Linked DNA regions of Mus musculus: regions 1, 2, 4, 5, 6 and 7 are each linked to region 3. The links are chromatin contacts, called in public Hi-C and promoter capture Hi-C maps. All regions are on one chromosome and are shown on one strand. Each heading gives the region's core, a stretch centred on a gene start, on an enhancer-like site or on the middle of the called end of the contact. The rest is flanking DNA. Distances are from core to core; before and after follow the strand shown. Region 1 holds the start of Dpy19l3 (dpy-19-like 3 (C. elegans)). Region 2 holds the start of Pdcd5 (programmed cell death 5). Region 3 holds the start of Gpi1 (glucose-6-phosphate isomerase 1). Region 4 holds the start of E130304I02Rik (RIKEN cDNA E130304I02 gene). Region 5 holds the start of Cep89 (centrosomal protein 89). Region 6 holds the start of Rgs9bp (regulator of G-protein signalling 9 binding protein). Region 7 holds the start of Nudt19 (nudix (nucleoside diphosphate linked moiety X)-type motif 19).

Region 1 (3,487 bases), core at 377-2,876, 1.5 Mb before region 3:
TGTTTTACCCGAATGTATATATGTGCACCATATGCCTGTCTGATGCCCACAGAGGCCAGAAGAGAGCATCAGATGCCCTGGAACTGGAGTTACAGATGGTTGTGAGCTGCCACATGGATTCTGGAACCAAACCTGGGTCTTTTGGAGGAGCAGCCCTTAGCTGTTGAGCCATCTCTGCAGCCCTAAGGTAGGATATTTTTAGTGTAAATAAAGGTTAGTAAGCATCGCCCTTGAAACTCCAATCTGGGGGGGAAAGGAATGAGGCCCAAAGGTCAAGTACACTCGGGCCTTAAAGCAGACCCTGTTTAACATAAGATCCATGAGAGGAACTCATCATTTCTGTTAGCAAACTTTACAGCAAGTATTCTGTGCTGGGATCCTTGCCTGCAGCTGGCGAGGGTTCATCTAGATCTGCAGTGGAATGGGGGAAATTCCTTCTCCTTCCTCCATAATTTCCCTTGCCTTTCTATCGTGCTTCACTACAACTCATCGTCTTGCTGCATGCTTGTGACAAGCCAGTACTCTATGTCTCTGCATATGGCCCAGGCAAGAGTTGGACTTGTCATCCTCCTGCGGCAGCCTCCTTCCTCAGCAGGACTACAGGAGCGCCATCTAAGACCTTAAATCTCAGACTTTACTCTTAGTGCGCACCCACTTTCTATGAGAAGCACTACGACCCGACGTTCTTATGACAGTTCTTGCCTCGTGTTACAGACATGAAGCAGCAGCTGAATACTGTTCCCCTCAGGGACATGCGCCTCACACCAGTTACATGTTCCACAAATCACTTTAAGTAGGTGTGGGGTGAGGGGCTATCTAATAAAGCATTCTGAGCAGTGTGTTCTTGGTATTAACAGTCGACAACCAAAAGAGAAAAAGATCTATCAGGGACAGGTAGCTAAGAAAGGCAGGGTGTATGGAACAATTTTTGTTGGAATTAGATGACAGGCTGCCTTTTCGTAGGTACTGATCTCAGTGGGCCATCCACTACCAAAACTCAGTCTGGCGCACACCTTCCTTTAGTCACAGCACTCAGGAGGCAGAGGCAGACGTGAGGCCAAATTGGTCCACACGCAATTTCAGGCCAGCCAGAGCTAGAAAGTGAGACCCTGTCTCAAAGAGAGGGAAAAGATGCTGACAAGCAGTTTAAAGATAAGAGGAACATCTAGGACTCAATACTGAAGGTGCATGTTAAGGAGGAGAATTAACAACAAAGGCCAGAGCAGTACTACGGCGGCGGCGGGAGGATGGGTGTGGATGGGTTGGGGGTGTGGGGACTGAGAGGCATGTCTTTGGAGACCCAAAAGTGTCTGCGGATTTTATCACTAAACAACGTCGAAAGTGCATATAGCCGGACATTGGAGGCAGGAGGTAGAGCTGGGAAGGTCCCCCGAGACTGGGTAACCTTTCTTCGGGGCACCAGGGACTCCGAACACAGGAACAAGCCAAGCTTAAGACCTGCCTCGGAGCCTAACACCCCCAAAACAGCCCTCTGAGCGGAAGTGTACCTCTTCCTTCCGGTGTGCGCCGCACGAGACGGGGCGGGGCAGCGCGGGAGGCGGGGGCGGGGCCTTGCGTTGACGAACAGCTGCCGGGACCAATGAATGCAGCGGTAGCGGCCCGGCCTCCCCGGCGCGCCCCTTCCCCGGGCTGTAGACGCCCCCCAGGCCCATCCTTGCAGCGCGCCGCACAGAGCCGGGAACAGCTGGGTCCTCCTAGTCTTCACCTCGCTGTAGCCCGTGAAGTGGGCGCGTCCCTAAGGCCTGGGTGCTCGGGGTGCTTCTTTGCCAACCCGAGCCGCCCCTGAGGACTGCTGAGGCCGCAGGTCTGTGGCTGGGGGTCGGGCCGCGAGGGGACTGGACGCGCAGTGTCTACGGGACACGTGGGCGGGGCGTGGGAGGGAGCGTCTCAGAGCGGGAGCGAGTGTCGCGAGGTTCCCCGGGCCGGCTAGCACCTGGTCCTCGCGTGGGCTCGCCAGGTGCGCAGGGGAGTGGCTCCAGGTGCGGGGGAGTGGCGCGCGTCCTGGTCAGTAGTCCAGGAATTGCCTTAGGGTCTCTTTGCTAATGTCTGGCAGGGCTTTGAGTCCGGCTGGCCGGAGCAACTTTTTGTTTCCTAGTTGGGGAGGCTGTTGCCATGCAGACGGGAAATGTAATTAGCACCTGGCATGTTTGTTAACTTTCTGCTTTACCAGGCTCAGGGTAGATGTAAGGTGGGCCCCCTGTATAGCCCTAACCCGCCGAGGGCTAGCAGGGAGGGTATAACTCCTCAAGAGGGGACAGGATTCCAGCTGTGGCTGCAAGACTTTGAAAAGATTTCTTCTCTCCCCCCCCCCCCCCCGTTTCTTGTGCTTTTTGAGCACACTGCATTTGAGTCTGTGTTCAGTCTGAGCATTTTTGAATGAATGAATCTTAACAAAAGCATTGTGTGGTGTTGGCTTCCTCTGTTGTATTTAGCAAGAGCCTTTCCGTTAGATAAACATAGACTTTGGTAACTAGAGTGCAGGTTGGATTAGCTGCCGAAACAATCGCGTCTGGCTACTCCTCATCTTTAATAGATAATTAGTAAAACGCTATTCATTAGTCAGAGGAACCAGGCAAGATGTTCCCGGGGGACTGAAGCCAGCTTACTCACCACCACCACACCCCCGCCTCCCCCTCATAGCTTCCAAACTAGGTAACTGCTCCCGCAGCTACACCCACAGTTGCTCCCCAGAGAGAGCAGCCACCCTGACTGGCACAGCCCCGCACTGTCTTACTGTCTTTGACATCCAGGCATAAAGCTTAGCAGGGATTTTTTTTTTTTTTCAAAGAACACAGGTGCTAAAATTCAGGTATCAGAAACAGTGTTTCAGTTCTTCAAAATCTGGCTGTCACAAGTTTACTAGGAATCCCTCCCACGTGGTCAGTTCTGTGGGAATAAATCAGACCCACTACTTTCTGTAGGAACTGTAGAAAATAATGTAAAACTGTGTCACGCAACAAATCCCACAGTTAGTGTTACGGAATCAGGGAGGGAAAACATCACAAGGGTGCAGCATCCAAGATGGCTTCCTGGAAGAAGTCCTGGGCATCTTCACGTGGCTCACCTGTATCCCTACCTGTATCACTCCCTCTTGGCAGTGCCTGCTGGAGGAAAGGTGCTTCGTCAATGTGGTTTAGTTAAACATTTGTGTTGTATCTTTAAAGGCTGATTAAGATTTGTTTGGGAGGGTCTGCTGAGCAGGGGACAGCAGGCTAAGACAGGCCATTTAAGCACATAAGGGTGTGTTGGGTAAAGTGGGTGCTGACATTTCCATGGGGCATTCATCTGGATGTTGTTTGTAGGAGTGGTTGGAAGAACAATGCGTATGAGTCTTTGACATCATGATGTACATCCGGCAAAGAAAAGAGACAAAACCCATAGAAGTTTCTGAGGATTTTCCATCACCAAAAGAAGATGTGAAGTTGGAAAAGAAATTGCCATCTGGTAGGTGGTTGGAACTAAAGCA
Region 2 (3,765 bases), core at 526-3,025, 1.4 Mb before region 3:
AAATAGTAGTTGTCTCAAGACGTGAGATCTTAGCTGCTGTTGCACTGTCATGCCTGCCTGCTCATTACCATACTCCCCACCATGATGGTCACGGACTCTAATTCTCTGGAACTGTGAGCTCCAAATTAAAAGCTTTCTTTTATTAATGGCCTTGGTCATGGTATTGTATCACAGTAGTAGAAAAGCAACTGTCTGGTTTAGGATTTCTATTGCTGTGAAGAGACCCCATGATCACGGCATCTCTTATAAAGGAAGGCATTTGATTGGGGCTGGCTTATAGGTTCTGAAGTTTAGTCCATCATCATCGTGGCAGGGAGCATGGTGTAGTGCAGACAGGCATGGTACAGGAGAGGTCGCTGAGAGTTCTGCATCAATAGGCGAGCAGCAGGGAAAGTAACACTATGGCGTGAGCACACTTGAAACCTCAGAGTCCCAGAAAAACACTTCCTTCCAACCGAGACACACCTACGACAAGGCACACCTCCTAACTGTGCCACTCCCTAAGAGCCTCTGGGGGCCATTTTCTTTCAAACCACCACAGTCCCTAACACAGCAATTCCATCCATAGATACATATTTAAAATAACTGAAGGCAGGATTGCAGGCAGGCATTTGAACACATGCATTGATAGTGGCTTTACTCACACTAAGCAAAAAGTGAACAAGGTTAAACTGATGAATACATCTAATGTGCTTTGTACAGTAAATATGTTCAGCCAGGAAATAATGAAATGGGGGAGGGGAGAGCTTGTTTGGTTGGAGCCAAAGTCTCACTATGTAATGGCAAGCTGGTCTTCAATTCCAGATCCTCCTGCCTCAGACGCCCCTGGATTGGCCGACTTTAAAGGCACACACCCACCAAATCCAATCAAGAATGAAGTTCTGTCTCATGGTACAACATGGATAAAAAACTTGAAGGTGGTATATGATTGGTCAAATATGCCAGCCATAAATAAATAGTGCTTGAATAGGCAATTTTATACAGACAGAACATTGTTTTGTAATGGGAACCAGGGATAATAAATAATTTCTATTTAGTGAGTGGGTGCCAGTTTGTAATGATGAAAAATTTATAGAGAGTAGCCATTGCTCAACAGGGTGGATGTAGGTATATGGGCTAGAGGGATGGCTCAGTGGTTAAAAGTGTGTATTAGTCTTCCAGAGCACCAGAATTCGATTCTCAACCCAATATCAGGTGACTCACAGTTGCTTGGAACTCCAACTCCAGGGGTCCAATGTTTGTCTCCTCAGGCTCACTCATCCCTTACCTCCATATATATATATAATGAAAATGGTTAGATGTATTTGGAAAAATTAAAATACATATACCATAAGCAAGTCACAGGATTGGAGAATTGAGCAGTTTTTTTTTCCACCCACTCCATCCCTTACTGGGACCCTCACTCCAAAATCAGGGTGTGTGTGTGTGTGTGTGTGTGTGTGTGTGTATTGCCATAGTTCACACACACACTCACACACACAGCATCTTCTCAGCAAAGGCCCTTGGGGGTTGGGGTAAAGCAGACAGGGCGTCGACTAAGGAGTTTACACCTTGCAGAACTGCGCCATTGCCAGTCCTAGGAATCATTAGGGTGGGGCGTGTTAACGCGCAGTTCAGAGCCTGGGAACCCACAAGCGCCCTCTTAGAGGTTCTGCCCCTTTTCCCATCGCAGGATCGGTCCTCTGCAAGGCACCCTGGCCGAGGCCCGGCAGCCCCAACTCGGCACTCGACTTTTGATGCCTGAGCATCACTCGCGTCTGCGCAGTCGAAGGCGCCGGGCTCGAGTCTCCGGCCGAAGCGATTCCAACCGAGTGTACCGGAGGGCGGCTGCGGCTGCGCGACCCCCGACGGCCGCTGCGCCTGCGCGACGTGGGACAGCCGCGCCATGGCGGACGAAGAACTTGAGGCGCTGAGGAAGCAGAGGCTGGCCGAGTTGCAGGCCAAGCATGGAGTGAGTGAGCGAGCGGGCGGGCGGGCGAGGTGACGCCCTCGCCCCAGGCACAGGCTCTCGGCGTTTGCTCGTGGGACCCCGGCTTCCGCGTACCCCATGGCAACGTGTGTGTGCCCACGGGGATGGGGGTGTCCCCGGAGGTCACCGCCGCCTCCTCGGCTGCCGTAGGGTCCCGCGTGAGGCTTGTGCGGGTTGGGGTGTGCGCGCCTTCGAGTCACCCCCCACCCCACCCCCCAAGTCTCGGTTTTCGCTGCCGTCGAGCCTCAGGCGATCCTCGCCGGGATTGGGGTGTCCTCGGATTGGGGGGGGTCTTGCCGACCGGAAGCCCGCGCTGTGTAGAGGGGGATCCTCTGAGCTCTGGTGCGGAGGACGCCGCTCTGACAGCGCCTCCCCGGGCGGGAGTCGAACCGCGGACTCCAGAGATGGTGCTCAGCCCCTGCGGTGCCGGCTAGGAGGGAGTAGCGGGTTGTAAACTTGCCTTGGGACAAACGCTAGTGGTGGTGGGTGACCTCAGTGGCAAGCATTTGAGCCTTTGAGCCAGCATCTTTCGTGCCAAGCCAGGGTCTCTTTTTTCCAGTCTTCTCACTGGTTAAAAATAGGGCTCCATGATACCGGGGCCTTTTCAGGAATGTGTGCGTTCTCAAACATTCTTTTAGATTGTGACTTGAGACGCTTGGGAAATGTGGGGCTGGGAGTGGGGGTTAGCCTGGGCCACAGTGCTTACCTAGCATACACAACACCCTCTCTTCCCTGAGTTCCACCCTCAGCCCTTATTTAATAAAACGAACACAACATTGCAAATGGAAACTGACTTATTGATTTTTTTTTTTTTTTTTTTTTTTTTTTTTTGGTGAGGTCCAGTTTCCACCTCGGGAACCTATTATAGCAGAAAGAATATCGAATAAGCCCTTTATTTTTGTTTTCATTTATTTGGTATTTTACTTTATTTTGAATACGGTCTCTGTTTATAGCCCAGGCTGGCCGGTAACTTGAGATTCTTGTGTCTCCTAAGTGCTAACTATGGTGACAAATGTGCCTCACCCCACCTTTCCCTGACCCATGTGTTCTTCTCTCTTCTTTTGAAGTTCCACTCCATTAAAAGGTAAAAATTATTTTTTTTTCAGGATCCTGGTGATGCAGCCCAACAGGAAGCAAAGCAAAGGTAGGGCTGGAACTAGAACTTTCTGGAAGAGTGGTTTCATAGATTGAGCTTTTGGCTTTTATTTAGTAGTTGGAATTGGTCCGTGACTCTTAGTGAATCTCAGAACCTAGTGATTTTCTACTAAGCCTGCTTGAAGGTAATTCCCTTTTTAGTCTGATTCAGTAAATACCCACGGAGTTCCAGTAAGACCTCACTTTGAAGTTCTGCCTAAGCCCAACAGTAAATAACCTCATAGGGATTCTAGACCCAAGGCCTCCCCGTGAGCGGTCCGTGGACACTAACTTACTCTGCTGTTTTACCCCTGCGCGTGGCAGAGCACTTTCACTCAAGTTCAAGCATGCATTTGACGTGACTACTTCACACCCTGCTTTTGCCTCTCCCGTTGTTTGGGGTGTGTTCAGATCTGAGCACTAAGTCCCTTGCTCCCCACTCTCTTTGGCAACCTTCACGGTTAACCCGTTGGAAGTCCACATTCTCAAAGCAGGTTGTTTGGTTTTCCCTCTCTAATCAGGACTCCTCATCTAGGGTCTCTTTTATGCTTTGAGCGCATAAAGCCGGTGGTGGCTCACGCCTCTAACCTCCCTGCTTGGGAAGCAGAGACAGAAGGATCTCAAGTTCAAGGTCTGCCTGGATAGCTTAGCAAGACCCTGTG
Region 3 (3,488 bases), core at 369-2,868:
GTGATGGCTTCAGATTCCTATGTTGCTGACCCTGGCCTTGAACTCTCGATCTTCCTGCCTTTCCTCCCTTCATGCTGGGATTATAGTGCCACCCCAGTGCCTGCCACCCCAGTGCTAGATGTCCAGCACTGTTTGGGAAGCTTAGCAAGTATCAAGACTTACACATATTTCCCGCAGTCCCCCGCAAACACTTCACCTCACCTACTCGTCCTCATTTGAAGTCTCCCTTGTCCCTCGGACTTGTGGATAAGAATCCAGTTTTTCTAGGAAGTTGGATCCTAAAGTGCATATCTTGCCCTTTCTCTCTAGGCGATTATGGATCCCTCACTCATTCCATCCTCTATGTCCGTCTCCTCCTGCTTGACTGAAGCTCCCTCCCTCAGGACCTGCTTTAGCTCACTGAGCTAACTGATCCATTAGGCAGTGTGTCAGATAAAGTCCCTGCTCCATGTGGACTTGTTCAGTGGCTCCTCATCTCTAAACAGAAATCAAAATTCTCACAATGATTTGTAAGCCACTGGGTGAATTCCCTTCTCTAATGTCACCTCTATGACTTCTTCCCCTAATCTGCTCCACTCCAGCCACATGTGTCTTCTGTTTGTGGGACATCTATGGGTGCTGTTTGTGGGACATCTATGGGTGCTCTTGTCTCAGACTTTGCAGTGTCTTTTCCCTTTGACTGAACACTTTCCTTCCAGGTAGCCAACTGGCTCATTTCTTCCCCTTCATGCTTTTACTCAAATATAATAAAGAGTGAATTTTTTTTTCTTAACCATTTAGTTAAAGGAAATGCTTATTTCCAACCTGCCTTTAAATATATATACATATAATTTCATTTTTATTGTGTGGTGGATATTTTATTAATTATGTGTGGGAGTGGACATACAATTTTTATTATGTGTGTGGGGTGGGTATATAATTTTAGCATTAATTATGTGTGGGGTGGGTATGAGCATAAGGATGCAAGTGCCATTGGTATTCCCATTGGTTGCAGCGGGAGTTACAGGCAGTTATGAGTACTGGGAACCCAATTCAGGTCCTCTGCAAGGGAACTATGTGTTCTTAACCACAGTTTCATCTCTGGGGCTTCATCCAGTTTGCCTCTTCTCAGGAGCACTTGCCAGCTCTGAAATCCCATAAATTCTATTTACTTATTTGGCTTACGTACCCACAACACTTGCTTTAGTACCTCTAACCAGGAAGGCATTCCATAAAGTTCTGCTAAATTGGGCTCAGCCGGTAAGAGCACTCAACTACTCTTCCGAAGGTCCTGAGTTCAAATCCCAGCAAACACATCCGTAAGGAGATCCGACTCCTTCTTCTGGAGTGTCTGAAGACAGCTAGAGTGTACTTACATATAGTAAATAAATTCTTTAAAAAAAAAAAGTTCTGCTGAATTGAATACATGAATGAATGAAAGAAGCAAGCGGATCTGGCACGAGAAACTCCGCCTCTGCCCTTCAAGTCACTTCCGAACAGAAGCCAGCCAAGGTTCATCGCAAGTGGCCACACTTGTGTTACAGAGAGGCCAGCAGAGGCCCCCAGATCTACAGCTGCCGGCAAGGTCGCCTAGCGGACGCGGAGGACAGAGGTGGGGCGGGGCCGGAGGCGGGGCGGGGTCGGACGCCTGCGCCATAAAGCCCGCTGCGCGCACTGGTACCGACTTGCCGCGCGCCGCCGCTCCTCTTTCCTTCCTCTTCCGAGCACGTCCTGCTCCGTGTACCTCTCGGGTCCCTCGCCATGGCTGCGCTCACCCGGAACCCGCAGTTCCAGAAGCTCCTGGAGTGGCACCGCGCGAACTCTGCCAACCTCAAGCTGCGCGAACTTTTTGAGGCGGATCCGGAGCGCTTCAACAACTTCAGGTGCACGCACGGGGTCGGGGCTCCCGTGACCCCCCCCCCCCCAGCAGCCCTGCAGGGCCCAGGCCGGGGCCGCACTTTGTCCTTGATGCCTCCTTGGAGTGGGTTTTGGGACCCGCGTGCTAGCCAGAGGGCCGAGGCTGCTTAGTCATTAGGAGGAATCGGCTCCTCCTTGGGGATCCCTTCGCCCCCGCCTCTCAGTCTCAGCCATTTGAGTAGGGATTTCTAACCACCCATGAGGAGGAGCAGCCGCTGCTGGCTCGACAGGCACGAGAGAGCTGTCCCCTCCCACCTGCTCCTAGTGGGCTTTGGTCAGACAGGGTGGGTAAGGCTGAGATTTCCTGGGAGCCACGGTGTAAAAATAGAGCGGCGGAGGCAGGATGCAGAGGCCAGAGAGACTTGTGAGCGACTGCGAAATAGAAGGGAGGGTGGAAGAAATCGTACATGTGATGCATCTTCGTGCCTTGTCACTGATGCCAGGAGGCGAGGGACCTGGGATGACCACCTGTGGTTCCTCACTGGACGTCCCTGATACCTCTCCCTGGGTGTTTCCTTGTAAGTTTGAGATGTGGAGCTTGAAGGGGGAAGTTCTGCCCAGGATCTGTCTACATCTTCTTTCTGTGGCGTGGCTTCCTACACTACTTAACACTGCTACAGGTCAGCCTTTGTGGCCAGGCACTGCCGCTGGGGTGTGACCAGCAGCGTCTCCATCTTTCTGCAGCTTGAACCTCAACACCAACCATGGGCATATTCTGGTGGACTACTCCAAGAACCTTGTGAACAAGGAGGTGATGCAGATGCTGGTGGAGCTGGTAATGTTCTGACTGGGGAGTTGTGATCTCTGGGTTGGGTTGTGGGTGGGGGCTGCGCTTTGTTTTGGGTTCTAGGTCCCGGTGTGGAGTTGGTATCCCAGGGATCTCCAGGCCCCCTGCTGATTGAGCAGACTCTTTGAAGATGCTGGAAAAGGAATCTGTCTATGAAGAACATCTGTCAGCCTCAAGGGGGGGGGGGAGTGGGGGGGGAGGGGGGCTGGACTTGTGATAGGTGATGAGGATGGGGGATGGGATACAAGACCTCAGCAGTGGCTTCTCTCCCTAGGCCAAGTCCAGAGGCGTGGAGGCTGCACGGGACAACATGTTCAGTGGTTCCAAGATCAACTACACCGAGGTAAGCAGTTACACCCGCCGCCCCCCCCCCCTCTTCCTCCTCTTTGCCGACCGTTATCAGCATCGCCCTGTGTCTTCACCCTTGCTCTTAAGCAATGCTTTTGCCTCACGAAGGTGCTAAAGGCTTTTCTTTGGGGGCAAGAGAGGTTGCAGAGCTTTGGGGTGTGATTTCTCTGAGACTGGCAGCCTGGACTTGGCAATCAAATTGGCACAGTTCCTGGTGTCCAGGGAGGGGCACAACCCAAGCCTGAAGGGAGGGATTTGCTTAAGGCTGGCTGAGACATGGCTGAGACATTTTCTTGGACAACTTCAACCTTGATACTCTGATGGATCCTTGCTACAGGTTGTTCTAGTGACAAGAAAAATCATGTCACCAAAGCCCTTAGTTTCTTTGACAGTGGAATGAATAAGAGGTGAGAGTATGACAGCGGTTGGGAAACCCTGGCCCTGACTTGGTGGGGAA
Region 4 (3,370 bases), core at 566-3,065, 1.6 Mb before region 3:
CACGCCCACCCATTGAATCCAGACCCAAGCTCGTGGCTCTGCCATTCCTGCTAGCCCCTACCTGCCGGCTTATTCTTGGGTTGAAAGCTGGGTGAGATTGCTTCTCTCAGTTTGTATTCATGGTATTAGCACAGGACCCAACAGGGTTTGTTACAGCAGAGCAGATACTTCACGGAAACAGATCCAAACGACAAACATGACGGCTCGCTCGGAGTTATTACCGCAAGCTCACCAAGTCAGACCTTACAACTCCTGAAAAATCTTTCAAGGACCGCAAGAAGGTTCAGTTGGTAAAAGAACTTTCTATCAAAGCTGCAACCCGAGTTCAACCCTTGGGACCTACACGGGAGAAAAAGTGAACCAACTCCAGAAAATTGTCCTCTGTCTTCCACACACGAATCAATAAATGCTTTTTTAAATTTTAAACATAAAAAAAAAAAAGAAAGTATTTTTGACCCAGAGCCAGCACTGCCTCTCATCAGACATACGGTTAGGACCTCTACATTTTTCAGCATACGATGCCTGAAAAAAATAATAGCTCCAATTAGAGCCTGGTATGGTGGAGACACATCTACTCTCCCAAGCTACCCTGGAGGGCTGAGGCAGGAGGTTCACAACTTCAAATGTCTGCCTGGGCTAACTACATAAGGAATTAGAAGCCAGGATGAGTTGTTTCAGGAAACTCAATAGCTCAGTGGAAGAGCATTTATCTAGGAGGTATGTGGTTCAATGGGTAAAGGTACTCGCTGCCAAGTCTGAAGGTTTGAGTTCAATATCAGAACCCATACCATGGAAGGAAAGAACAGACTCCTGAAAATTCTCCTCTGACCACAAGTCTCCACAAATAACAATAAATAAATACGTAGATAATATTTTGTGTGTGTGAATGGCTTACTTATCTGTATACCTGAGCACCATGTGTGTGTCTGGAGTCTGTGGAGGTCAGAAGAAGGCCAGAGCTTCTGAGTCCCTGGAAGTGGAGTTACACATGGTTGTGAGCCACTGTATGAGTGCTGGAAACCAAACCTGTGTCCTCTATAAGAGCAACCACGGAGCCATCGCTCCAACCCTCGCTCCAGCCATCACTCCAGCCATCGCTCCAGCCCTCGATAAACTTTAAAAAAAAAAAAAAAAAAAAAAGTCCAGCCAGATTCACAAGCACAAGGATGTAAAGAACGATGGGGTAAATGAGGGGATGAAGAATGCCCCAGCAGGTTGAGGCCACAGTGGATATCAACTGAGTTCTAGACCAACACCAGCTCTGACAGGACCTGGATGGCCACAGCATCTGCCCAGAGCCTTAAGGCCCTTTCTGCCAGAGGGCGTGGTCTGTGGTGGCTCCACCCCACCACAGCCCCGCCCACGCCGCGCGCCTCCAGGCTCACCTGACCGGCTCGCCGCTCACGTGATCTGTCTCGGCGCCGCCATCTTGGAGCCACGGCCGAGGAAGGGGCAAAAAGGGGGAAAGAGAGGGAAAGGAGTCGGGAGCGAGGCGGACGAGGGCGAGGGTACGGTGGGGTCCCGGCCGGCCAAAGGAGGCTCGCAGGAGCAGCAGCCCGCCGCCCGACCGCAGGTACCGCGCCCCGGGCCGCCCCTCCGCTTGAGCGCCGCCGGCCATGTGCGGCCTCGCTGGTGACGCCCGCTTCCTCCTCGCCGGTGACGCCCGCGGCACTGCCACGCACCCGAGCCTGAGCTCCAGGGCCCTGTGTGTACTGTCGTCCCTCTGTCGGGCCTGTGGAGACCCCGGGCCCGCCGTGCCGCTGGGGGTGGGGGTCCCGTTGCTCCCCAGGTCCCGCTGAAGCGCCTTTGCCTTCTGGAGACGTGAAAGCGCTTAGGCCAGCCAGGATGGAGCTTAAGTTTCTTTAATCCCCCGTCCTTTAAGCACTGCGTGGTGTAGGAAATGCCAGCGCAAACGAAAAATAGCAATCGTGGCCTCCCACACGTACACATCCTCTGGGATTGACTGATCTTTCCAGAGATCGCTGAGACCATTGGTGAAAGTGCCCACCTTTCCAGACCTGGGGCATCCCGATCGTTGTTTGGAGTCCGAGGCCTGGGTGATTAATTAGGTCCAGGCAGCCACCCCCACCAAAGGTTGCTGACAGTGGACAGGAATTTGCTTTCAGTCTACATGGCCCAAGGCAATTACTGGATTTACCCCCTTTTCTGTCTGAGTTTGTACTTTCTACTCTACTGGTCTGATTCTGTGTATGGATTGCTATATTGATTAAAAAGAGAAAGTTTGACCCTTCATTCCTTTACCATGGTAACTCTGGAAACTCGGAGGATGCCCTAGCGGTGTACTAATTTTACTTAACTGTAATCGCTAAGTTACTTTCTAAGGGAACCGAATAAGCCTACTTTAAAGCAACAATAGGAAAACAGTAGCCAAAAAAAAAAAGGAGGACCAGGGCAGGAAACTGCTTTGGAGAATATATAGGTCAAGCCACGTTGTCGCATCTTTTCATGGTACTCTTCTGCCCACTGTGTTTGACTAATTTACATAATCACCCCTTAGGCTGTAATTTCGGTTAAAGTTAGAATAGCAATATGTCATTTATTATTCCATATTGGTTAGAAAATTATGTCAGTAAAAGCAGTAGTTTGCTGAGTGAATTACTTACATGGAGGGGGAGGTTTAAAATATACAATTGTTAGAAGTTTTCCAGGCTGATTTGTTTTAGCTTCTGCAAAATCCTCTACTTGTTAAGTAAATTATGTAAATTTGCCTCACACAATTACATTGCATGAACAGCTTTCCGAAATTTCTTTTCAATGTTAAGTATTGGAAGTTTCTTCACTGCCGAAATAAGTTACTGTGTTTCGCCCGCCAATGGAGAGACGTGTTTGATGGTGTTTATTTCCTTCTTGGCCACAGCTGGATTGTGAATATCGATCCAGGAGACTATCTGTTTCAGAAATTGATTGGAAAGACACTGGCTCTGCCACTAACAGCCATGTAACCTTGGGTAAGTCACTTACATCTCACTGAGATGCCTTATTTATAAACCGCCACCACTGTGACTGGACCCACAGAACTCTGAGCAAACGAAGCTGTTTGCTGCTGCCTAGCATCCATCCGGTGCTGTTACTTGATCATGCTCACCTTGAGCATGGAAAGGGAAATCGGTATACTAGGGAAAGCGTGGTTTGAGTTCTGAAGCCAGGCACTGTTTCACGTCTGTGAGCCTCAGAGGTGTTCCTTGACACTTTGTGTCCAAAGAAGGGCTTGGCCACCAGGAATTACAGGAATATTACAGGAAATGGACGCAGGCCTAATTCTGGGTTTGCAGCTCCAGGACAGGTGGTCTTCAGCGCTATGTTTGGCATGTGTGTTTCATAAATTACAATGAAGCTGAACACTACTTGA
Region 5 (3,287 bases), core at 23-2,522, 1.2 Mb before region 3:
GCACCAACTGTACCCAATCCTGAAATCTGAGATCTTCCATTGAAGGTACCACACCCCAGACAAGTCCACTGATGCTCAGAGAAGCCATATTAGTGCATCTCTGAGCAGAGGTAACCACAGAGCGTAATAGTCTAGCCCTCTACTTGTGGCCTTTTGGCTAGTGTGATCAGTTCCAGGATTCAGGACTTGATGGTCAAGCACGGGCGTGACCCTCGGTGCTGCTCATCTTGGGACTTACCTGGGCCTCTCTGGAGAAGGGTTGGGGCTCCGAGGAGGGGGTGTGCGTGGCACCGCTGGCTTCGGAGCGATGCTGGCTGCGGGGAGGAAGCCATGGATGATGTGGTTCTGCACAAATGAAACCCAAGGCAGGTCACCGGGAGAAGATCACCTTGCTCCTGGGCCACCATCACCTCCCAAACTGAGGTCACTCTAGGGATCCGGCCCCACAAGAGTCTTTACACACACACCTGCCGCTGTTCCCAATCCCCATTGGTGAGGCAAGGGCACTCACTGGGGCACACCATCATGGCTATCCGATTCATTCACACCTCCCTGCTCACGGCAGCTTTCCTGACCGATTTCAATTGTCAACTGAACTGGGCTAATCTATACCTACCGTGTAATGAAGCACACCTTTGGGTGTCTGTGGGAGGGCTTTTCCAGAGAGGATTAACTAAGTGAGCTGGGCTAATATACCCTAAATAGGAAAGGAATCAACTCATGGGGGAAGTTTTCTCCAAGACAGGAGTGAACTCCCGGCTAAGAGGAGAATCCTGACAGGGAGGCCAAGATTCCTGTCTGTGGCAGGCTCTGGACATGAAGGGTTCTTTGGAACATTTAGTCTGGGTTTCTGGAATTTAATGCTCCCTGATAGCGATCCCGCCTCGCTCCTATCTCAGTCTTTAAAACCTGCACATGAAGGCAGGAGAGATGGCTCAGTGGTTAAGAGCATGGTCTGCTCTTCCAGAGGTCCTGAGTTCAATTGCCAGCAACCACATGTTGTCTCACAACCATCTGTAATGGGATCTGACACCTTCTCTTGCTATGCAGGCATACATGCAGATAGATCACTCATATAAATAAATCTTTTTTTTTTTTAACCGCACTCGAAGGCCTGGAACTACTCACGAACTGGCTCCGGCGGTTCCTGCGGAAGCTGAGGAGCATCCTGGCTGAGAGCTGAGGGCTGCGGGTTGAGCCGCCAGGCGCTGGACTAGCTGGAAGGTAGACCCCGCAGCCTGCACAGCTCCCCACAGCCTAGCTCCCGCGGACCCCCGACTTTACAACAAGCATGTCTCACATTGGCTCTGTTTTGAGTCTCAGCCTATCAGAGTCAATTTTACTGCCACCCGTTGCTCTTGACAACCCAGCAAGGCGTCATTCAAATTCCAGCCAGAGAGGAAGCAAGCTGAGACTTCCGTTCGATTATTGGCTATAGTAGACGCCCATCTTTTACCTATCACCCAATAAAACGCTGGCCAGGGCGGTCAGAATTTTAAAGAGGGCTCCCGGGCTGTGGGAACCCGGAAGTGGCAGGGCCTCAGGTGAGGTCCACGGAGATTCTAGACCCCGGCGCAGTGAGCTTCCCTGCCTTTGTAGCCCTGGACAGGAACCGAATAGAAGGACAGGGACCGAATGGAAGAGCCACCGTAAGCGTCCTGTTAGGACACCAGAGCTAAGGGAGGTGCTTACAAAGAGGGACGGAGTCACTCAAACAGAAATCTCCCGGGTTTAGCTCGGGGTAGTGGCGCCCGGCTGTCATTTTAGCACTTGGGCTGCTGAGTTCAAGTCCAGCTGGAGTCAACTATCAGTACAGAGCCAAGCGTGATAAGAAGACCCAGTCTTATTTTGAAAATAAATAATCTCTTGAATTCAGACTTCGGTTGAAGTAGCTCAGTGCCTGAAAATCCACTCTACAGATCCTGTCAAAGAGGTCCCGACTTCGTGTAGAACTGTGTGCAACAGCGCCTGCTCTAGTGAGACCTTGCATTTTCCTCATTTAGACCAAAACCACGGATGGAAAGGAACCCGCCTGATGGGACCGGTCCGGTCCACGTGCCACTAGGACATATTGTGGCTAGTGAAAAATGGCGCGGGTCCCAACTGGCTCAGGAGATGCAAGGTCAGTGAGCTGTCTTCTGTCATACCCCTTTCTTCCCAGCACGTTAAAAGAGAGAGTGAGAGAAATGCTGGGTATGGTGATGTTCCTTTGCAATCCCAGCACTCCTGAGACTGAAGTAGGAGAATCATTGCGTTAGAGACCAGCCTGGGGCTACATAGCAAGTTCAAGGCCAGCTTGGGCTATGAGAACTTGTCTCAAAATAGTTACATAGACTAAAATGAAAGGGGACTGGAGAGAGAGCTCCGTGGTTACGAGGACTGGCTTATCTTACAGAGGATCGTGGTTTAATTCCTAGCACCCACATGGTGGCTCAAGGAGTCAGACTCCTCCCTCTTCTGGCCTTTGGGGGCACTAGGCTTGCACATGTGCACAGACATATGCGAGCAAAACCTACATATAAATCTTTGGGTTTTATTTTATTAAAAAGGAGGTTTAGGACAGGTGGTGGTGGGTCACACCTTTAATCCCAGCACTTGGGAGGCAGAGACCGAAGGATCTCTGAGTTCAAGGCCAGCCTCATCTACAGAGTGAGTTCTAGAACAACCAGGGCTACACAGAGAAACCCTGTCTCAAACCAACAAAAAGCGGGGTGGGGGCTAGAGATGGCTAGATCCCCATCTGTTTTCACTGAGCTGTTCATTACTGCCTGTAATTCCAATTCCAGAAGATTTGATGCCCTCTCATGGCTTCTCAGGGTACCTTCATGCACGAACACACACATACACACATATACACACATTTAAAAAAATGAATCTTCGCACAAAAAGTACATTTCAATTGTTGCTGCCTTGTTAACCTGAAATTTCTAAAAACGAATTTTCTTGTCTGTTTTTTAGGAAAAGTTAGACTCATTTTTGAGGAGGGCCTGGCATCAGCAGATTTTTACCTGTCTAGCAAATCTTGCATTCTCTATGTCACTGAAGCAGATTTGGTGGCCGGACATGGCTACAGAAAAAGACTCGCTCGCTTTAGAAATGTAAGTACCGAGGTGCTAAAATCTAGCATCCCCTCTCTTCAACCGTCCCAAGCGCTGAGTGATAGCTTTCTGAACTGTGTTACCAGAGCTGTGTTCTTCTCTTTTGAAGTCCTCACATCTTCAAGGGATCATAATAGTTGAGAAGACCCAGATGAGTGAACAGTATTTCCCAGCAGTCCAGAAGTTTAC
Region 6 (3,322 bases), core at 227-2,726, 1.4 Mb before region 3:
AGATGGTGATGTGTCACTTGCTTCCCCTGCCACCCACCCCGCCTTGAGTGTCCAGGTCCCCTGGAGCTGGAGGAGAGGCTGGAGGGGCACCGCCTGGCGCGCGCGCATCTGGGCAGTCCGTTTTCAACCAAGAAACCGAACACACTCTGTGTGGTTGTACGTCTCTGGGTACCTGAGTTTTCCATAAGTCTTCTCTACATACAGGACGAGAGGACCTCGCCACGTGTAAAGCAGGCAGGGATACCCTTTCCACTTTCAGCCCCGGCGGAAACTCAATCAGCTGGCCTAGACCAGGATCTGAACACACAGCCTCCTCCCTCAGTTTGGTCACCGGAAAACCTCCCAGGCCACATGGCCTGGGAGCGACAGCTCTGCCCACTGCCCCAAGTCCCAGCTCCGGGGGACCCAGGCCTGCCGTGGTGCCACAGGAACAGATGCATTCTCCGCGCCGCCTAGGCATCCCTCTGGACCTAGTGGACAACGTGCGCGCCGCGATGCGGACCGCAGAGGAACGGGAGAGCTGGGAGGCTCAGCCCGCCACGGGTCCGGGCCCCTGGGGCCCATCAGCCCAGCCTGGGGCTCCCCTTCAGTGCAGGGAACCCCTCCCCCTTCCTCTCCCAGGCCCCGCCCGACCTCGGCGTTCCCCAGAGTAGGGAGGCGCTGGAGGATACCCGCAGAAGACACTTACTTAAGAGGCTACATAGTTTCACCTCTGTGCTACGACAGCACCTCCCGGACCCTGGGCTGGGACCTGAGTGCCCACCACCCGGGTGCGGTGGCTCCACTCTTCAGCCTACCTCTTTACTCCGCCGTTGGGCGGAACCCTGCTCCAGTCTGTCCAATAAGAGGTCGTTTTAGTCGAGACTGACACGTAAACAGAGCAATCATTAAGTCTAGTTCAGTCGGAGGTGGGGCCCAGGCGACTCCGCGCTTCCTACTCAAGCTAGCCCCGCCCAGAACCAGGGAGTGCGCGTGCCCAGAATTCGAGAGGCGGGACCTAAGGAAGATCTGATATTAGGGGTGGGGTCCAAGCTGGGCCCCTGAAATGGGGTTAGACTGTGATGAAGAAGAGAGCTCCAACTAAGTAACAATCCTACCCGGTCGATCGCCCGTGCTACTGGTGATGCAAACTGGAGGTGCCCAGACTTCCGAGCCACCCTACTCTGTTGCCTACAGGGTCTAGTCCCTTGGTCCTTTCCCTTCACTAGCATGGGCTGCGATAAGCTAAGCATTCTTTCTACCGAGTCTCACTTTTCCTCGTCTGCAAAGTAGGAAAAAAAAAAACCTTGAATTTGTAGGGCGCTAAGGTTCCAGAATTATCATGGTAGGGAGAAGAGGGAAAGCCACACTTGATCTACCTGGGCTGGGCCCCGCCTACCCCTGGCCCGGGGGCGGGGAGGGGGCGGGGGGGGCGGGCGGAGGAAGCCCCGGGCCTGGACTGGTGGCTGGAGGCGTGTCCTAGGAAACTGGATCCTGCTGCCCTTGGCCGGGGCTAAGGCGCGCGGCTCGTCTTGGAGACTTGGGGTCGATCAAGGATGGGGTCTTCACTCTGGGCTTCTCAGGGAGCCGCCGTGAAAAAGAAAGTGGTGCAAAGACACTACGCGTGACCCGGAGCGCGTCTGGGGGAAATGGAGGAGCGGATGGGGAGAAGCTAACCAGACTACCCCAGCCGTGGGGACGCCGGAGGCGCACCTCAAGGGTCCCTGGAGAGCTCTGTTGAGAACAGCGGCGAGGACATGAGGAGCTTTCAGTCCGCCCTGCTCAAGGCTGGCATCAGGGCTGGAGGCGACCTACGACGTTGAAGGTTGCAAGTAGGGTACCGCCGGAGGGCAGCGCCATGGCCAGAGAGGAGTGCAAGGCGCTGCTGGACGCGCTCAACAAGACCACAGCGTGCTACCATCACTTAGTGCTTACTGTGGGCGGCTCCGCGGACACTCAGGACCTACGCGAAGAGCTGCAGAAGACCCGCCAGAAGGCGCGGGAGCTGGCCGTGGCCACCGGCGCCCGGTTGACCGTCGCGCTCCGGGACCGGAGCTTAGCTACCGAGGAGCGCGCGGAGTTTGAGCGGCTCTGGGTGGCCTTTTCAGGCTGCCTGGACCTGCTCGAAGCCGACATGCAGCGCGCACTAGCGCTGGGAGCCACCTTCCCGCTGCACGCGCCGCGCCGGCCACTTGTTCGCACTGGGGTGACGGGCGGCTCCTCTGCTGTAGCTGCGCGCGCCCTGAGCGCCCGCAGCCTGCGGCACGAAGCGGAGAGCGACTTCGATGTCGCCGATCTGCCCCAGTTGGAGCGCGAAGTCCTCCAGGTGGGCGAGATGATTGACGACATGGAAATGAAAGTCAACGTGCCCCGCTGGACTGTACAGGCGCGACAAGCGGCAGGCGCCGAACTCCTGTCCGGTGCCAGTGCCGGCGCGTCCTCAGCCGGTGGCATTTCGGTAGAGGAGCGCGCGGGCCCCTGCGACCCCAGCAAGGCCCTGGCTGCCACCGTTTTCAGCGCCGTGCTGTTGGTGGCTGTGGCCCTCGCCTTATGTGTGGCAAAGCTGAGCTGACTGATATCCAACGGTCGTCCGCTGCCCCTTTTCTTTCCAGGGCATGGGCTTCGGGTTTGAACCGTTAAGGAGAGAGGTAGTGAGCCTGAATGTGTGCATATGAACATGATCCTTTCAAAGCCCACCTCTGCCTGGGCAAAACGTGTTTTGTTTTTTAACATGCTGGCCCAAGAGGAGTTAACAGCACAGGGCGGCCAGGCCATTACCTCTAATGTCTGTAGGAGCTTTACCTCCTATTAATAGAAATCGGTCCACAGTGACCCCAGGTCCCTCTGAGTTTGATGGGTTAAGACGTATGTCCCAAGTTTGGTGCCCTCACGCTGGTTGGTAGCACTCATTCTGTTTTAGACGAGACAATTTTGTTAAGGTGTGGGGTTGTATCAAGCATAGTGGTGGTGGGGGAGGGAGACATTTTGTTCCCTAGACAAGAAACCAGTTGCAGTAAGATGCGCGTGGGTTTTGTTACCTTAATCCTTTGGGGCCTAGGCTTTGGGAGTGTGTACGGATAGAGGCTCGTGCAAAGTGCTTTCTCTGTGATACACTACTGCACTTGGCAGAGCCTGCCTATTAGTCACCAGGAGCTGCAGCTATGAGAGGTTTTTGTGTCGTGACCCCATTTAGGGTCACAGCCAAGAAGGTTGTGGTGTATCCTCTGCACACTTGCTTCAAGAGAAGACCGCTCCATACTCATCCCCGGATGGGGGAGGGACAGGATGGTGCTGCTTTGGGAAGGGCCACACGGCTATGTAAACAGGCACGTTCTCCTTCTCA
Region 7 (3,488 bases), core at 96-2,595, 1.3 Mb before region 3:
ATACATTGTCTTCTGGGCGCCACATGCATTCAATGGCACTTGCATAAGTAAGTAATAAGTGTAAAAAAAAAAGTTCCCATAATGACACCTGGGCTCTATAATAGATTTAGAATAAATTTCAGCTCAAATTTCCCGTGTCAGTGCCAAGAGCATCAGTTTAGACAAGGGTAGTCTGTTGGCTCACAGATAGACGGCGGCGGCAGGTTATCTTACTAAGGGCAGATACTTCTCAACCTGTGGCCCCATTTTCTGTTTCTGGAGATGCAGTAAGTACACAGACAGCTCCATCTTTAGACAGGTTAACATTAAAAATAACCAAAGTCAACTGCAAAATGATGAGGCTGGCACACACCTTTATTAGTCCTAGACTTGGGGAGGCAGAGACAAGCAGATAGATCTCTGTGAGTTCAAGGCTAGCCTGGTCGTCTACATAGCAAGTTCCCAAAAAAGCAAGACTACATAATAATACTTTCTCAAAACTAACAAAAAACATCTCTATAGCCCCAAGAATACAGCCTAACTCATCCGAAACCCTAAAAATATGTGATCAGTTAGGATGGGATTTACAAGAGTTGGTGACTGAGAGAGAGCTGCAAAAAGGGAGACAGAAACAAGCTGTTTCCAAAAAACAAAATAGAAGTGCAAGTCCTCCAGCCACTTAAAAGTTGGAGAGGAAGCCAGGCAGTGGTGGCGCATGTCTTTGATCCCTGCACTTGGGAGGCAGATTTCTGAATTCGAGGCCAGCCTGGTCTACAGAGTGAGTTCCAGGGCGGCCAGGGCTACACAGAGAAACCCTGTCTAAAAACAAAACAAAACAAAACAAGAAACAAAAACAAAAAGAAAAAGAAAAAAGGAAAAAAGGTTGGAGAGGAGGGGGAAGCATTGCTAGTCTAGGATTAAACATCTCCCACGTAGAAAGAGAACTAATCACACTAAGATAATTTTCCCTGATCCTCAGGTGCTCAGGCAATAACAACATCTACAACTTAAGACAGACTACCCCAAGGGACAGGGACTAGCCAAAGACATTCAAACTACAGAGTAGTTAGTCTAACTTGGCATCTGATCCACCCATTCGTTTATTAGCATGGTTCAAGAGAGCTCCAGACACCTTGGAACCTCCTATACAGGCAACAGGCCAGCGTAGGGGACAAAGTCCTAGTCGTTTGCGTTTAGTGGGAAAGGTTCACAACTAGAAATTATTTTCCACTCCACACTGGCACCCGTGCTCCCAGAGGCTGGCTGGTGACTGCAGCAGCTGTGACAGGGCTGTGACAGGGCGAGAATGACCCTGACTGAAGCGCAGGGCATTCGAGGAGGTGCTCTGGCGCGGGAATCACGCTCCTCCCACAAGTAAACCTCCGGAAGCCGCCAGGCCGGATTTTTCAGGCCCTCAACATTTATAGGGCTTCTGGACACCACTCTACGACCCGGCCACTTCCTAAGGGGGATCTGAAGGACGCCGGCCATGAGCAGCTCGAGCAGCTGGCGGCGGGCAGCCACCGTGATGTTGGCAGCAGGCTGGACCCACTCGAGCCCGGCCGGCTTCCGGCTGCTGCTTCTCCAGCGAGCACAAAACCAGCGCTTCTTGCCCGGCGCGCACGTCTTCCCGGGCGGCGTGCTGGACGCGGCCGACAGCTCACCCGACTGGGTGCGTCTGTTCGCGCCTCGGCACACGCCGCCGCGCTTCGGCCTAGGCCCGGAGCCCCCTCGGCAACCCCCCTTCCCCGGGCTGTCCCACGGCGACGCGGACCCCGCGGCGCTGCCCGATGACGTAGCGCTGCGCATCTGTGCCATCCGCGAAGCCTTCGAGGAGGCGGGGGTGCTGCTCCTGCGGCCGCGGGACGCGGCTCCAGCTTCTCAGGAGCCCAGTCAGGCGCTGTCGCCTCCGGCCGGCCTGGCCGAATGGCGCTCGCGCGTGCGCAGTGACCCGCGCTGCTTCCTCCAGCTGTGTGCGCACCTAGACTGCACGCCTGACATCTGGGCGCTGCACGACTGGGGCGGATGGCTCACCCCGTATGGGCGAACCATCCGCCGTTTCGACACCACCTTCTTCCTGTGCTGCCTGCGCGACATTCCGCGCGTGGAGCCCGACGTGGCCGAGGTGGTGGGCTACCAGGTAGGGGTCGCGGGACCCGCCCCCCGGGATGCGCTGAGCCTTACCCCAGACCAAAGGCGCACGTGCGTGACCTTGCTTTAGGCTCTCAAGGACTCAACTCTCACCCTAAGCGGGGGCGCGGCAATGCTCCCAACTGCCTGTTCTGGACACTTCCCAATTCACTTCATGCCCTAAATCGTTTTCATTCGGGTTTCTAGAACACATTATAGGATTTCAGTCATTAACTTTCTTCTTCCTTCTTCATCTCTTCCTGTTTCTCTGTTCCCGTTTCCTTCGTCTTTCGCTTTCTCTCTCCTTTCCCTTTCCATCTTTCTCCTTTTTCTAACCCCTTTCTCTCTCTGCATGCGCACGCGTGGTAGGTGTGTGTGTGTGTGTGTGTGTGTGTGTGTGCGCGCGCGCGAGTTGGTCTGTCTGTCTCCCTCCATCCCTCCCTCCCTTTCTTTTTCGTGTCACTTGCAATGCACCAGGCACAGTTAGTTAGGCTTCAGGCCTAGGACCCGAGGTCTTGAGTGTGCCACCGCTTCAAGTTCATCTTTTATTTATGCAAAAAAATGTTTTCAACTGCCCGTTATTTTCCTTTTTGTAAAATAAACAAAATGACTTATTTTAAGTTGTGTTCTGGTGTGAGAGTATATGCACGTGAGTGCAGGTGCCCATTGATGCCAGAAGTGTCTAATCACCTGGAGCAGGAGTTGAGGAAGGTTGTGAGCTACCTTGAATGGGTGCTGGGCACTGAACTCAGGCCTTCTGCGGGATGCTTCCTCTCCAGATCTCAGTTGAGCCAGTCTCTCGCGCCACTCCCTGTTTCTTGTACCTGCAGTTACACATATGTTGGACAGCTTGGCCTCCCACTGGACCTGGATGCCTCGTTCACTCATTTCAACCTTTTCCTCTCAGTATTCCAATTGAGTAAACTCAATGGCTGTTTTTTTGCTTTTTAATATTTGATTGTGTTTTTTTGAGACAGGGTTTCTCTCTGTAGCCCTGGCTGTCCTGGAACTGACTCTGTAGACCATGCTGACCTTGAACTCAGAGTTCTGACTGCCTCCGTCTCCTAAATGCTATGATTAAAGGCGTGTGCTGCCACACCCAGCTCAATTGTTTAAGTTTGCTTTTTTTTTTTTTAAATGAAATATCAACTGTAAATAGTATTTCTGGAAGCATTATAGCTGCCTGTAACCTCAGTACTAGAGGATCTGACGCCCCCTTCTGGCCCTCATCTGGTGTACAGATTTCTAAGCAGGCAAAAATACATGAATAAAAAGTAACTAACTATAAAGCGAATTTTTTCCTTTTTTTTTTAATTTAATTTTTTTTTGAATTTTTTTCCTTTTTATTTTATTATGTTGATAGTTCCTTTACATCTTTG

What was found. Promoter capture Hi-C pulls out the DNA fragments that hold promoters and counts their contacts. A called contact is a pair of places that touch in the nucleus more often than the background predicts. Capture Hi-C pulls out chosen DNA fragments and counts their contacts.
Region 1: a promoter capture Hi-C map of pre-B cells shows a contact between it and region 3, with 2.3 times the contacts expected there. The contact joins the promoter of Dpy19l3 here to the promoter of Gpi1 in region 3. A contact is called at or near these places in 8 of 39 promoter capture datasets (the 3T3-L1 cell line, cranial neural crest, hematopoietic stem and progenitor cells and 4 more) and 2 of 9 other capture datasets (adipose tissue and liver).
Region 2: a Hi-C map of B cells shows a contact between it and region 3, with 8 read pairs. The contact joins the promoter of Pdcd5 here to the promoter of Gpi1 in region 3. A contact is called at or near these places in 4 of 39 promoter capture datasets (the C10 cell line, liver and pre-B cells), 1 of 484 Hi-C or Micro-C datasets (B cells), 1 of 115 datasets of contacts at active chromatin or transcription factors (astrocytes) and 1 of 9 other capture datasets (liver).
Region 4: a promoter capture Hi-C map of liver shows a contact between it and region 3, with 5 times the contacts expected there. The contact joins the promoter of E130304I02Rik here to the promoter of Gpi1 in region 3. A contact is called at or near these places in 2 of 39 promoter capture datasets (liver and pre-B cells), 1 of 484 Hi-C or Micro-C datasets (CD4 T cells) and 1 of 9 other capture datasets (liver).
Region 5: a Hi-C map of B cells shows a contact between it and region 3, with 6 read pairs. The contact joins the promoter of Cep89 here to the promoter of Gpi1 in region 3. A contact is called at or near these places in 4 of 39 promoter capture datasets (liver, neutrophils and pre-B cells), 2 of 484 Hi-C or Micro-C datasets (B cells and uterus), 2 of 115 datasets of contacts at active chromatin or transcription factors (astrocytes and pancreatic cancer cells) and 2 of 9 other capture datasets (adipose tissue and liver).
Region 6: a promoter capture Hi-C map of liver shows a contact between it and region 3, with 5 times the contacts expected there. The contact joins the promoter of Rgs9bp here to the promoter of Gpi1 in region 3. A contact is called at or near these places in 6 of 39 promoter capture datasets (the C10 cell line, HPC-7-derived erythroid cells, hematopoietic stem and progenitor cells and 3 more), 2 of 484 Hi-C or Micro-C datasets (B cells and CD8 T cells), 4 of 115 datasets of contacts at active chromatin or transcription factors (acute myeloid leukemia, astrocytes, embryonic stem cells and 1 more) and 2 of 9 other capture datasets (adipose tissue and liver).
Region 7: a contact with region 3 is called in a promoter capture Hi-C map of liver, with 2.6 times the contacts expected there. The contact joins the promoter of Nudt19 here to the promoter of Gpi1 in region 3. A contact is called at or near these places in 6 of 39 promoter capture datasets (the HPC-7 cell line, cranial neural crest, liver and 2 more), 2 of 115 datasets of contacts at active chromatin or transcription factors (astrocytes and stem cell-derived neural progenitor cells) and 1 of 9 other capture datasets (liver).

What each region holds. Positions count from the first base shown.
Region 1 is chr7:35,752,593-35,756,079 of GRCm38.p6, reverse strand. Dpy19l3 (dpy-19-like 3 (C. elegans)) reads left to right here and starts at 1,626. Exons shown (of 19, transcript NM_178704.3): 1 at 1,626-1,825; 2 at 3,324-3,465. The coding sequence starts at 3,363.
Region 2 is chr7:35,645,492-35,649,256 of GRCm38.p6, reverse strand. Pdcd5 (programmed cell death 5) reads left to right here and starts at 1,775. Exons shown (of 6, transcript NM_019746.4): 1 at 1,775-1,951; 2 at 3,076-3,113. The coding sequence starts at 1,886.
Region 3 is chr7:34,228,466-34,231,953 of GRCm38.p6, reverse strand. It overlaps Gpi1 (glucose-6-phosphate isomerase 1), which reads left to right and starts at 1,618. Exons shown (of 18, transcript NM_008155.4): 1 at 1,618-1,862; 2 at 2,581-2,671; 3 at 2,958-3,026. The coding sequence starts at 1,741. Gm12762 (a long non-coding RNA gene) reads left to right here. Exons shown (of 2, transcript XR_881947.3): 2 at 1-772.
Region 4 is chr7:35,801,037-35,804,406 of GRCm38.p6, reverse strand. E130304I02Rik (RIKEN cDNA E130304I02 gene) reads right to left here and starts at 1,815. Exons shown (of 3, transcript NR_033567.1): 1 at 1,386-1,815. It overlaps Zfp507 (zinc finger protein 507), which reads left to right and starts at 1,418. Exons shown (of 7, transcript NM_177739.3): 1 at 1,418-1,573; 2 at 2,879-2,969.
Region 5 is chr7:35,395,048-35,398,334 of GRCm38.p6, reverse strand. It overlaps Cep89 (centrosomal protein 89), which reads right to left and starts at 1,272. Exons shown (of 19, transcript NM_028120.3): 1 at 1,129-1,272; 2 at 239-345. The coding sequence starts at 1,167. Faap24 (Fanconi anemia core complex associated protein 24) reads left to right here and starts at 1,568. Exons shown (of 4, transcript NM_178643.5): 1 at 1,568-2,122; 2 at 2,959-3,098; 3 at 3,208-3,287. The coding sequence starts at 2,017.
Region 6 is chr7:35,583,736-35,587,057 of GRCm38.p6, reverse strand. Rgs9bp (regulator of G-protein signalling 9 binding protein) reads left to right here and starts at 1,476. Exons shown (of 1, transcript NM_145840.3): 1 at 1,476-3,322. The coding sequence starts at 1,838. The coding sequence ends at 2,551. It overlaps Ankrd27 (ankyrin repeat domain 27 (VPS9 domain)), which reads right to left and starts at 811. Exons shown (of 29, transcript NM_145633.3): 1 at 689-811.
Region 7 is chr7:35,553,785-35,557,272 of GRCm38.p6, reverse strand. It overlaps Nudt19 (nudix (nucleoside diphosphate linked moiety X)-type motif 19), which reads left to right and starts at 1,345. Exons shown (of 3, transcript NM_033080.2): 1 at 1,345-2,119. The coding sequence starts at 1,469.